Regions from separate parts of the Mus musculus genome. Here region 1 is linked to region 2. The links are chromatin contacts, called in public promoter capture Hi-C maps. All regions are on one chromosome and are shown on one strand. The core of a region is the stretch at or near the end of the contact, and the rest is flanking DNA. Distances in the headings are between cores, read along the strand shown. Region 1 overlaps Slc43a1 (solute carrier family 43, member 1). Region 2 holds the start of Ypel4 (yippee like 4).

Region 1 (5,879 bases), core at 2,541-5,040, 130 kb after region 2:
GCCCTGGGTGTGTGCTCCAGGCTGGCTCTGGCTCCTTTGACAATGACCAAGAGCCTCTTCTTGTCATACCAGTGGGATCTTACTGGCTGCCATGAGTCTGCCTTCAGGGGCATAGGTGCCTCCACTCGTGAGAGTGTTGCATTGTGGGGCCTCCTTGTTATTTCCTATACTTCACCTCAGCCCCTTTGCCAGGTTGCTGACCATCTAACATGCTGGTGGGACAGGCAACACACCCATTAGGTCTGACCATATTTCTTCTGATCCTGGGCCTGGAGGACAGATGGCTACTTTCTCCTCCATGATGGGAGTCTTAGGCAGGTCCCTGAAGAAGATGTGTCCAGCCAGTAAGGATGTGGCTTCCTTTGCTTTTCTTTCCATGTTCTACAGGTGAACCTGGGCCTCCTACTTCTCTCGTTCCTGGGATTTCTCCTACCTTCCTACCTCTACTACTACCGGTCTCGCCTGCAGAGAGAGTATGCCACCAATTTGGTAGACCCACAGAAGGTGCTCAATACTTCGAAGGTGGCTACATAGACTCCTGAGGCCAAGAGACTTGGAGGACAGGCAGTCAAGGCCTGATAAACCGAAGGGAATGGCCTGTGGCTTTCTACCTGCATCGTGTTCATAGAGCCGGGTTCTGTGGATTTATAAATACTAAGAGTTCTATTTTTGTAGGGACTTGCAAAAAAGGAAACAAACAGAACAAAACCCCCAAACCAAAAACAGCCCTTAAAAAACTCCCCCCAACCAAGCTATCCATCAACTGAAGACAGTGCCCGTTCCAGTGGTATTGGGCCATCGTCTTTGAAAAGAAAGTGTGGGGCTGCCCTTTCTCCACACTTGGCCTAGGAGCCTCTGTGGAGTTGCCTTCTGAAAACTCATGGGATCAGTGAACAGACCACACTAAGATTCCAGCCGCCAAGTGTGCACACATATATGTTACGCACATGCATATTGCATCCTTTCCTGCAGGAGAAGGACTGAGGGGCTGGCTGTATCCAGGATGGGGTGTGGGGGCTGGAGGGCGGGTTCCCTCCCTGATGCTGTTTCTTACAGGTCTTAGAGGAAATAAAAAGGGAAATGAAATCTGGCTGGTGTGTATCTGTGACTGGAGGAGTAGGTTGTTGTCTTTCCAGAACTCTATCCCTCTGCCTCACCCATGCTTGGCTGGGCCTTTAGGAAGGATGCTTGGTGGGGTTGGAGTGATAGTTCAGTACTTAGAGCCCTGGTTGCTCTTCCAGAGGACCTGATTGCTCACACTCCAGTATTCAGAGTGAGTTCTAGGACAGCCAGCGCTACATGGAGAAACCCTGCCTTGAAAAACAATACAATGTGTGTGTTGTGTGTGTGTGTTAGTGTGTGTGTCTGTCTGTCTGTCTGTCTGTCTGCCTGACCATTATTTGTCTAGCCATCTTCCTCTTCTCAACTATGTACTTACTGCCTTGCTATCTGTCTTAGTTATTTTCCTGTTGTACAGACACCATGATGACTTTAAAAAAGGAAGAGTTTGAAGGAACTTACAGTTTCTGAGGGCTTTGAGTCCCTAACTTCCACAGCAGGGAGCATGACAGGAGGCAGCCATGGTGCTGGGGCAGGAGCTGAGAGCTCACATTAGGAGACAACAATCAAGGGAAAAAGAGAGAAAGCTAAATGGAAATGGTGTGGGTTTTTGAAACCTCAAAGCCCAGTGACACACCTCCTGGAGAAGGCTATTCCTCTTAATCCTTCCCCAAGGGTTCCACCAGCTGGGGACCAAGTATTCAGATCTCTGAGCCTATAGAGGCCATGCTCATTCACCACACATTAGTGTCTAAAGGAAGTTCAGTTTCTGTCTCCCCAGGGTTTTAGACTCTACCTCACAAGCTGCCCTTTCTCCTTACAAGAAACAATGGCAAATGCTTAAGGAGGACATACTTAAGACCCAGATGTGGTGGATCCTTGAAGGCTGAAGTAGGAAGATTGCCATGAGTGTGAAACTAGCCTGGGCTACATAGTAAATTCCAGGCCAGCCTGAGCTTCAGACACACACACACACACACACACACACACACACACACACACACACACACAGAGAGAGAGAGAGAGAGAGAGAGAGAGAGAGAGAGAGAGAGAGAGAGAGAGAGAGAGGAGACATTAAAGAATGATTCAAACCTTTCTGCCACCAAGGCACATGTCTGAGGCCTGCAGAATGCAATGCCTATTTGTTGCCTCCTATTTTATCTTAAGACATCAGGCAAATTCTGAGCTGTGTTCCGCTATTTTTACATTTACTTTAAACATTAAAGGGAGGCTTTAGAATTACTCACATGTAAAGAGAACACCATCTTAAGTACTGAGCGACACTCCAGGAAGATGTGACCTTGTTTATCCCAGGCCACCACTGGTCTGTGCCTTGGGACATAAAGTCTTAGCAGTTAGTCATAGACTGACAGGACCACGGATGCCTGCTGAGAATCTGTCATCCACACCACCCCCCCTAGAGTCAGAGAGGTTAGTAATTCACTGCTTTGTGGGGTTTGGAAAACACCTAGAAAGATGAAGGCAAAGCCATGCAGTACACAGAGGCAGAGTGTTCAGGCAAGGGCAGGTAGCAATATGACTACAGAAGCCTATCCCATTGGCAGTCAGGGGCAGAAGGGATTACCCAGGTGTACTAGTTCTCTGGGATGGGTGACTTGTTAGTAGGTTTGCAGGGTTCGCATGTCAGCCTAAGGTAAACTAGCCTAGAGAACTCACTGTAGCTGGGACTAGCCTCCCATGTTCAATCCTCTTGCCTCAGCTTCCCAACTGCTGGTTGATTAGCACCACTATCTCTGACTTTGGAGTGACCCCAGTAAAAGTCCGGATCCACTCTCTTGACCCTTACCCCATGGAGGACCCCCCCCCAAATGTTAGGGCTGGAAGATAACATTCCAAATAAGCTGTGCTTCCCTGCTCGTTCTGAGTTCTCTTGAGGAATAAATAAAGAATGGCCCACCCATCTTCAAATGACAAAACTGCACGAGGTCTGGAGAGAAGTCACGCAGCAGATGGTTGCTTTAAGCAGACTCCTGACTCTCTATGTGGCCTTTTGTGCACACACACACACACACACACACACACACACACACACACACACACACAATCTCAGAATGGGAGAAATCCTGTCAGTGAGGCTGGCTAGCTCCCAAAGGCCCTGCCGGGGTCTCCCTGCTCTCTGCCCAGGACTCTAATTTTGTGAGCCTCAAGCCATCTAGTGACCTGTTTGGCATCCCACCAGTCAGTTCTCTGATGAAGGCAGGTGGTGGAAGCCCAGCGTGTGGGCGCGCGGTACTCAGTATGCCCAGCAGGCGGCGCTACGTGTTTGAGGGTGGCCAAGTAGGGGGTGGCAAGCCAGTAGGGGAACCCCCGACCACTGTGCTGAAATCCACGCTTCTGGCACCTATGCCTCAGTTTCCCTACCTCTGGTTGCTCTGCCCTTTCTCGACGTCTCTTCTTCCCAGACCCACCAGTCTTGCACTCTCTCTCAGGCCCCACGGACCCTCCGGAGGAAAGGGACTTCCACAGCTAACTCTGCGCAGCTGAGGCAGGGGCTGAGTGAGAGGTGGAGGTCGACGTGTGGACCTTCTAGGAGAGGGGTGTCATCATTGTTCCATTCCTGGGGATGGGAGAGTTTGGGGAGGGGGCTGGGTAGGGACGGAAGCAAGCTAGAGCCGTGTTTGTCGCGGCGCTGCCTAGAGGAACAGATGGCTGGGGAGGGGAGAGGGTGCCTTGCCGGGAGGAGGGGTGCGGGGGCCGGAGGATGAGGAACGAGGAATTTCGACGCCCGAGTCTCCCGGGAGAAGTCCCCCTCCTCATCTCTTCCCAGAAAGAGGGGCGGGCAAGCGCCTGTGGTTTCCCAAGGAGCCCCAGCCTCTGCCCCGCCCTTTGAGAGGTCCACCGCCCAGGGATGCGTCCCGGGCTCGCTTGCTCCTTCGGAGGGACTGGCTAGAGGCCACGGGGAACCGCCTGGGGCTCAGGGGTTAATGGGGCTGCGATCCGAGGGACGAGGGGGCGGCAGGAAGCGCTCTCTGGGTTGGGAGCGAGTTCAGGGATCGCAAACAGCTCTGGGGAAACGTGTTAATTGGAACTTTATGCAGATGAGCTGGGACTGGGGGCTGCCGGAGAGAACAGGTCAGAAGGATGCTGGACACAGCTGAATCCCCGCGGGTGCAGAGGGCCCTGGTTAAGGAGGTGACACACACGAACCTATAGATTCCTGGGATTCACCCTATAGAGGCATACTGGTCTTGAGGAATGAAACGCTTGCTCTCTGGTCCTTCTCAGAAAACTAGCGAGGGTTTGTCTGTGATTGTCCTTCTCTGAATTTTGGGTCCAGCAGTGCAGAATCTCAGGTGGCCATGGGTGGTCATACCTGCATGTGTTAAAGTCTTGCCCCCGGCTACTTCCCAGACTCATCTTGGCCACCTCCCACCCCTATATGACCTGGATCCCTCTTTTTTCACTCCTCATAGTATCTGTCTTGTGTTTTTGTTTAAACAGGATCTCAATTTCTAGCTCAGGTTAGCCTGGAACTCCCTATATAGCCCAGGCTGGCCTCGAACTCATTGCTATGCTCTTGCCCCACCCACCCTAGTACTGGGTTTACAGGCAAGCACGTCTGTCTCTATCATCCTCCATCTTTTATTTGTACCCACTGTCTACACAGAATTCTCACTCACAGCTTCCTCCATGTGTGTATGTTTGGGGAGGACCTCTAACTTTCTTTTGCATTGCTGCCTGCTCCCCTCTTTCCTCCCCTCCCCACTCACAAGATTCTCAGTCTTAAGTGCACTTACAGTAGCTCCCCGCTTGAAAAAAAAGCAGATTCCCGCACCCCCAGCTATCTGATTCAGCAGCGGTCGGTTGGTCGGTCGAGGGGGCTCAGGAACCAGCTTCCCTCCTAATCAGATAAAACGGCCCTTACCTTTGAAACACAGTGCAAAGGCTAAATGGACTGAAAAAAATAGGGACCCAGTTCCTTCTACAGCCCCCCCCCCCCCCCCCCCCCGCACACTATGGCTGTCTCTGGTGTGATGATATCTGGCCTGGAGAAGATGCCAGGTGGAAAAAAAGAAAGCGGAGGCAACAGGGAAGGGGGAGGGGAAGAATCCGAGATAAAAGGGTGAGTCTGCCCCTGGCTCTTCTCTAAGATGGCCCCCTTTCTCTCCTGCCCCACCTCAGGGTTCTCCCCTCTTTTGCCCCATCTCTACTTCCCCACTCATCAGCTCTCTACTGTTGACTTTCTGATCCACATTCTCCTCTCTTCTCATCTGTAGCTCCTGGGAGAAATTTGAGGCTCAGGCTTTTTGGAGGTGACTGGAGACAACAAAAGCAGTTGGAGCCCTACCTTCAAAACAAAGAGGCAAAGCCACTTCTAGGGGTGGAAGAAAAGAAGATGAGAAGAGACAGGGCTTGTGGGAAGATGGTGCCGACAAATACAGGCTATTTCCCCTTTCCTGCGACCTGCTGGATGCTTGCTCCCCAACTACAACTCAGTTATATCAGAGATCTCCCCCACCCAGATGTCCAAACCAACAATACCAACAAAAAGGGATATCGGGAGAAGTAATTTGCCAAGGTCACATAGCTAGGAAGTAGGAGAACCCTCTACTACCCCAAACCACTTTCCTTGAGCATAGCGATCCCAGAGTTCCCTCTCTGGCCCACTCCCCAGGAACAGTGGGATAGACAAGGGCGTCTGGTACAGAAGGAAGGAGATGGATGCTCAGGTTTCAGGACATCTGACAGGTTTGGCTGGAAGCATTAAAAATTCATAGAGAAACCTGACCCCAGCTGGACCTTGGGCCTGCCACCTGGTCTGGCTCTGCTTTTGTGGCCTTTCAAAAGTTGTTGGCCAA
Region 2 (6,474 bases), core at 3,058-5,557:
CAGGCCATGTGGCAATCAAATCCAGGACCTCTGCAAGAGCAACAAGTGCCCTTAACCCATGAGCCAACTCTTCAGCTACTCCACCCAACCCACACTGTTTGTTTGTGATTTGGGGTTGTTTGTTTGTTTCAGTTTTTCAAGAAAGGGTTTCTCTGTGTAGCCCTGGCTTTCCTGGAACTCATTCCATAGACCAGGCTGGCCTTGAACTCAGAGATCCATCTTCTCTGCCTCTGCCTCTTGAATGTTGGACCTAAAGGTGTGAACCACAACTGCCCCACATATTTTTATGTAGAAGAGTGTTTTGTCCACAAGTATGTGTGTGCATTGTGTGCATGCCTGATGCGCTTCTAGATCAGAAGAGGCCTGATTTCCTGGAACTGGAGTTACCAATAACTGTGAGCTGCAATTGCTAAGCCATCTTTCCAACCCTTGTTTGGTTTTTAAAGCAGGTGAATACTTTGTTCATCCTTGCCCACATGATGAATTTGAACTGAGAGATCAGGGGAACTTTCTGGTCTACCTTTCTCTTGCTGGTCTTACCTAGCACTCAGTTTTCAGGCAGGTAGTTGTCACCTCTCACAGTTTTCTTTGGAGATGTGATTTAGTTACGCCATTCATTCACCATGCAGGCATTAGCTTTTCAACGAACTATTCGGCATAGGCTGATCCTTTTTCATTCTTCAGAATTTTAGCTCTAGACTTCCATTAGCAAGCATGTAGCCTAATCCTTTTTCTTCGGAACTCACTCTTCCCAGTCTGGTTCTTTGCTTCCACTTTCAATGCGTCCCAGTTACCTGAAAGGCATCTTTCCTCAGATAGTGTATAACCATCTCATCTTTCCTCAGATAGTGTATAACCATCTCAAGCTGAAATCAGCAAGAGCCCTCTCCTCCCTTTGAGATTGCTCTCCACTTGACTTCTTTTTTTTCTTTTTTTTTTTTTTCTTCTTTTTTTTTGATTTTTCAAGGCAGGATTTCTCCATGTAGCCATGGCTGTTCTGGAACTCTCTCTGTAGACCAGGCTGGCCTCGATCTCAGAAATCCACCTGCCTCTGCCTCCCGAGTGCTGGAATTAAAGGCGTGTACCACCACCACACTCTGCTCCACTTCACTTCTTAAATACAGAAAAAGGACGGTATACAAGCCATTTGAGTGTGCTTGTTGCCTGCACTCTCTTCATTTCCAATCTCACCAGGCACTCTGGCAGTCTGCCTGCACCCGACCCCCGTAGGACACCCCATCACTCTGTCCTGTGTCCTGGTCCTTCTCTACAGCTAAACCTTTGATAGTTTTGTTTCTTTGTTGATTTAAGTTTATGAACATCCCTTTTGCTTCCAGCTCTAATTCTACAGCCTAGAGGCTGTTCTCTGCTTTTCCTCAAGCCTGGACCCTCAAAGTCATCTTCCTCTTATCCTTCTTTTCTTTTTCCTTTGTTGGGCTCATCATGCTGCGTGTCATGGTGATGATGTGGGGGTGGCAATGTGCCACAGTGCAGAGGCCAGAGGACAACGCTTTGGAGTGGACCCTGTCCTTTGACCTTGACAGAGATTCTGTCTGGGGACTGATCTCAGGTTTTCAGTCAGGCTTTTGGAAAGCAAGTGCATTTACCTGCTGAGCCATCTTCACAACTCCAGTATTACCATTTTTATCTGTTACACCCGCCATCTTTCTTTCTGGCTTTTGTATTTTGAGAGCCTTGAACTCTGGATCCTCCCATCTCTGCTTCTGCAGTGCTGGGATCACAGACATGAGCCATCATGACCAGCGTGCCTGTTTTTAGGCAGAGGCTCACACTGTAGCCCAGACTGGCCTGCAACTCCCTGTGTACTTAAGGCTGGCTGCTTACTGAGAGAGATCCTCTCACCTCAGCTTCCTGAATGATGCTAACCATCATTTCAGAGTCCTTCTTTCTTCAGCCAGCTCTTCTCATTTTCAGGCCTCTAGTACTAACCCTCATGATACACACACTGTGTCTTCAGAGCTTACCTACACGCCAGACTTGATCCCAATTGAGTATTCAGAATCTCCCTTTCTTCTTACAGGACCCATGGGATCTTTCTTTACCTGTTTTCCCTGCCTTAATCTTCACCCCTCACATGTGAGAAGAGAGATAGATAGCAAAACTACTCTCCATGAGTCTGTTTCAGTTTTCATTTTCTGAAAATTAGCCTATGAAATAAAATGGAGTTCTGTCTTGTGGATGGGTGCGTGTTCTGGGCCCACATAATTTAGTGACAGACACAGTACTGCACTCCATGGAAAGTGTTCCAGGTCAGATGAATTTTACCTGGAAGCTGATTTTAAATAAATAAATAAATAAATAAATAGTGGAGCTGGAGAGATGGCTCAGCAGTTAAGACCAAGGCTGCTCTTCCAGATGAGTTCAATTCCCAGCAACCACATGGTGGCTCACAACCATCTGTAATGGAATCTGACGCCCTCTTTGGTGTGTCTGAAGACAGTGACAGTGTACTCATATAAATTAAGTAAATAAAACTGTAAAAAAATTAGCAAGGGAAAATGTAATCCCTCTATAAGACAAACATTTGGCATCATGTCTCTTGAAATATCAAAACTGTAATAGAAAATCCCCTCTGAGCTTGAGTCATGCTCTGAGATGATGATGATGATGATGATGGTTCCCACCTGTATTGGTTCAGAGTTTCTGTTTATCCACTCCTTATCTTACCAGGACACACAGACTGGCCTGGAATTTGCAGTCCTGCCCATCTCATTGCCCCATGTAGAGAATGCTGTTTTGAAATAACACTAATCCTGGGGGTTGGAGAGATGGCTCAGCGGTTAAGAGCACTGACTGCTCTTCCAAAAGTCCTGAGTTCAATTCCCAGCAACCACATGGTGGCTCACAACCATCTGTAATGGGATCTGACACTCTTTTCTGGTGTGTCTGAAGACAGCTACAGTGTACTCGTATACATAAAGTAAACAAATCTTAAAAAAATAAAAATAACACTAACCCATAACAAAATTCAATTTAGAATGCTAATTTTAAAAGTTAAGTACAGGCCAGGCGTGGTGGTGCACGCCTTTAATCCCAGCACTCAGGAGGCAAAGGCAGGCAGATTTCTGAGTTCGAGGCCAGCCTGGTCTACAAAATGAGTTCCAGGACAGCCAGGGCTATACAGAGAAACCCTGTCTCGAACACCACCCCCCCCCAAAAAAAAGTTAAGTACAAAAGGAGGGAACAACCTAAAATTTCATTACTCTTTACTTAGTGCCTATCATATGTCAGGCACTTTGGAAATTTACAAGCTGTCTCACATAGTCACTTCTTCTGGAGGTAAATAGAATTAGCTTCACTGGTCAGAAGAGGAATTGTATAGTGCAGGAGGATTAGTCATTTGCCCAGGGTTCCTGGTGAATAATTGGCAAAGCTAAGATTTCAACACCGGTGTCTTGGATATCAAAGCCAGACACATAGCCCTTGTCTGAAGATGAAAGCAAACAACTATTTTGCAAATATCTTCAGCATGCTGGACTTTGCAATAGACACTGCAGTCTTGGGATGCAGAGTGAAGTTCCCCTGAGGATCTGAAAGTTCACAGCTCTGTTAAGAACCTCATGTCACATAGGTGTCTCCATTGGCAGCACAAACCGTTTGGAGGGAGTTGATAAGAGGTTCCTGGGTTTAAGATGTCATATTTGACCTATGGCTTCTTTGGGGCCATGAAATGGACATTAAAGCTTCCAAGTACTCAGTACTGAACACATTTGAGAGCCTGGTTTGTCAACCATGACAATTAATATATCCTTCTTTACCTTACCCTGCATCAGAGCTGATGTCAGAGTTGAAGTGGAAATGTATCATGTTGAGTGCGAGTGTACTTCCTGGCTCTCTCTAGATCCACCTCACTTCACCATCCTTGCTCCCTCCCTGCCACCCTCACTCCATCCCTGCCCTTCTTCGGGTTCCGTTTCCTTGGTCACACAGCCTTGCTCCTTAACAACCTATTTCTCCTTTTCCTTACCACCTACATCGACACCCCTATGCCAGCCATCTCTCTGCCCCCACTCCCTAACATCACCCCTCTAGCCTGGTCCCTTGATGCCTGCCCCCTCCCTCCCTCTCAACCCGCCTCCTGTGTCTCCCAGCCCTGCTCTGACGTGGGAGGTGAGGGGGGTGGGGGGTTGGATGACTCACAGTGTTATGATGCAGTTCCACAACACACAGCCACATTTACCCACAGACCGAGGTACAGAGCAAGAGGCAACCTCTGCCCCCCAGCAGCTGTCCAGCCTGCAGTCCCAGACCTCAGCCCCTCAACTACCCTCCCCCAATCCCATCCCCTTCCCAATTGAAGGAACCAACAGAGAAGAGAGAAGAGTGAACAGAGAGATTGAAAGAGATAGACGGAGATCTCTGGAGCAGACCTCAAGGTGAGGGGGGCAGCCCTTCTCCAAATCAATTTTTCCCCTTCGCAAATTACCTCTTCCTGCTGTGTGTTGCTTTCTCTCCTTTGCAAAAGCATTATTCATCCACCCTTTGTCCTCCCTTCCCCCTCCCTGCTGCCTCCGCTCCCTCCTCTCTCTCAGCTCCTCCATCCTTCCCCAAGCTCTGACGATTCTCTCGCACTTATTTCCCGGCAACTTTGGCTGCGGCATCAGACATCACTGTTTATTGTTTTTGCTACCGGTGCAGACCCCCAGAGTCAGCCCTGGGAGCTGGCTGCTCTGCTAATTATTCGGACCATACCATACTGAAAATGCCTGGTCCAGGGGGAGGCGAAAACTCAAAGCAATTGAATACATCCGTTGTGAGCACAAGTCCCCCTCCCCTTTTTATTCCCTGAGAGGCACTGGATTCGCACCTGGTTCCACCTGTCTCTGCCTTGTCACTTAGGCTCTCAGTTGCCAGTCTTCCCAGGCACAAGCCCTTCTGCTCCCCCCACCTCCCACAGTCCAGCCTCATCTCAGCTTCAGGGACTCGTCCTCTTCCCAGCACTCACCTTTGTTTTGTTTTCTGACCTCAGTAATTTCCCCGATTTGCTTCACCCCATGACGAGAGAGGGCAGAAATGGGAGAAGTGACCCCAACTCTCCTTTTTATGATTTTTTAATTTAATTTTATTTTTTTGTCCTTTGCAGCTTCTCCTCTGCTGGACAGAGAAGCAGAAAGGGACAGGGAGGGAGGCGTGACAGTGACAGAAGGACAGGGCTAGGGAAGAAGATAGCGGGAGGGGGCAAACCTGGCATCTCCTGGTCCCTTGAAGTAGGTGTTTCAAGGTGGCACCTTGAGGTGAACTACAGGCAAACTTGAAGGAAGATCATGGAAGTGATGCTGAACTGTAGCAAGAAGGGCCAGAATACAATGTCACCCTGAACTAAGCCCAAGGTGTCTTCCTGGGACTCAAGACAACAGTAGAGGACCAAAAACTGAAGATGGTCTCACCCAGGGGGATTTGTGGAGACTGCATGACAGCCCTTCGAGACAGTAGAAGAATCGGGTGCTCATGGCCACCATGGAGGACAGGAGAACAGACTGTTTATGTGGGTAACTGAAGCTGTGCTGCCTCCTCTGCTTGGTGGTCTAGCATCACGAGAGCACTTAGCGGGCATCTCTGAAGGAGACACAGGCCACCCCACCTACAGCTGCAGGATGCTCCACTAGAGAGGCAGAGGCACATCACCTGCTTATCGGAGTTAACAGAAGACACTTCCCTCCTTATCCTCTGCCTGCAGTGCACTCAGCTACTTTGGGACTGGAGTGTGAGCAGATCCCAGCGTCTCAGGATTCTTATCCCCGCAATTATCTCACTGTTGCTGTCCTGGCACTGGCATTTGCTCTAGCTCCTGGGAGGAGAAATGTTTTCTGCCTTGTGCCCTAAAGCCCAGCTTTTAAAAATAAGGTGTCCCCTTACCCTGTTGTCTCCTATTAAGGTTGCTCTCACTCTATAGCACACAGCCCAGAAGCCTGGCTTCTGATGTGCTGCCTACTTTCCACGGGCCTAGCTGTCAGACTTGCTGGAAGAAAGATAATTCTCCTCCTAGGGCTAGGTGCTTGTCTTTAACTCAGAGCTAAGGCAACGGTAAGTAAGTAATGAGACCAGAGGACCAGATGCTAGGAAGACAGCAAGTGCTCCCTCTAGTCTGGGAGCTGTATCATCCCAGGATGCAGGATTGAGGAACACCCAGGGTTAAGGTCTTCAATACTGAAGAAGCTACCAAGTTCTATGGAGTTCCAGGGCGCAGGACTCAACCGCAGGCGAGTGCCGAAACAGACTGTGTGTACCCATCTGCCTGTCCCTCTTTCCTTCCTTCCCAAAATATGGGCAAATTGTATTGCAAATGGAGGCCTTGAGACAGAAAAAACAAACAAGCTAAACAAACAAATCCAACTTCCAGGAAGACCTGACTCTTAAAAAGGTTCCGATCTCCTCCCATTAGGGTGCAGTTCCTCACAGAACTGGACACAAGGTGGGCCTCTGCAGGTGATGTTGCACTCAAGGCAGTGTCTG

What was found. Promoter capture Hi-C pulls out the DNA fragments that hold promoters and counts their contacts.
Region 1: a contact with region 2 is called in a promoter capture Hi-C map of hippocampal neurons, with 2.6 times the contacts expected there. The contact joins the enhancer-like site here to the promoter of Ypel4 in region 2. A contact is called at or near these places in 20 of 39 promoter capture datasets (the 3T3-L1 cell line, 3T3-L1-derived adipocytes, the C10 cell line and 11 more), 1 of 15 datasets of contacts at CTCF or cohesin (embryonic stem cells), 13 of 484 Hi-C or Micro-C datasets (the 3T3-L1 cell line, B cells, the G1E-ER4 cell line and 7 more), 5 of 115 datasets of contacts at active chromatin or transcription factors (the SCID.adh cell line and embryonic stem cells) and 4 of 9 other capture datasets (adipose tissue, embryonic stem cells, liver and 1 more).

The regions. Positions count from the first base shown.
Region 1 is chr2:84,862,496-84,868,374 of GRCm38.p6, forward strand. Slc43a1 (solute carrier family 43, member 1) reads left to right here. Exons shown (of 14, transcript NM_001083809.1): 14 at 388-1,091. The coding sequence ends at 534. Among named protein-coding and RNA genes, the nearest start is that of Rtn4rl2, 21 kb to the right of the region's middle. Within about 2 kb of position 3,791, at least 49 of the 459 cell types and tissues checked have an H3K27ac peak or open chromatin away from gene starts, as enhancers often do. A contact at or near this core is called in the G1E-ER4 cell line, cortical neurons and hippocampal neurons, where this site is marked.
Region 2 is chr2:84,729,897-84,736,370 of GRCm38.p6, forward strand. It overlaps Ypel4 (yippee like 4), which reads left to right and starts at 4,308. Exons shown (of 5, transcript NM_001005342.2): 1 at 4,308-4,397.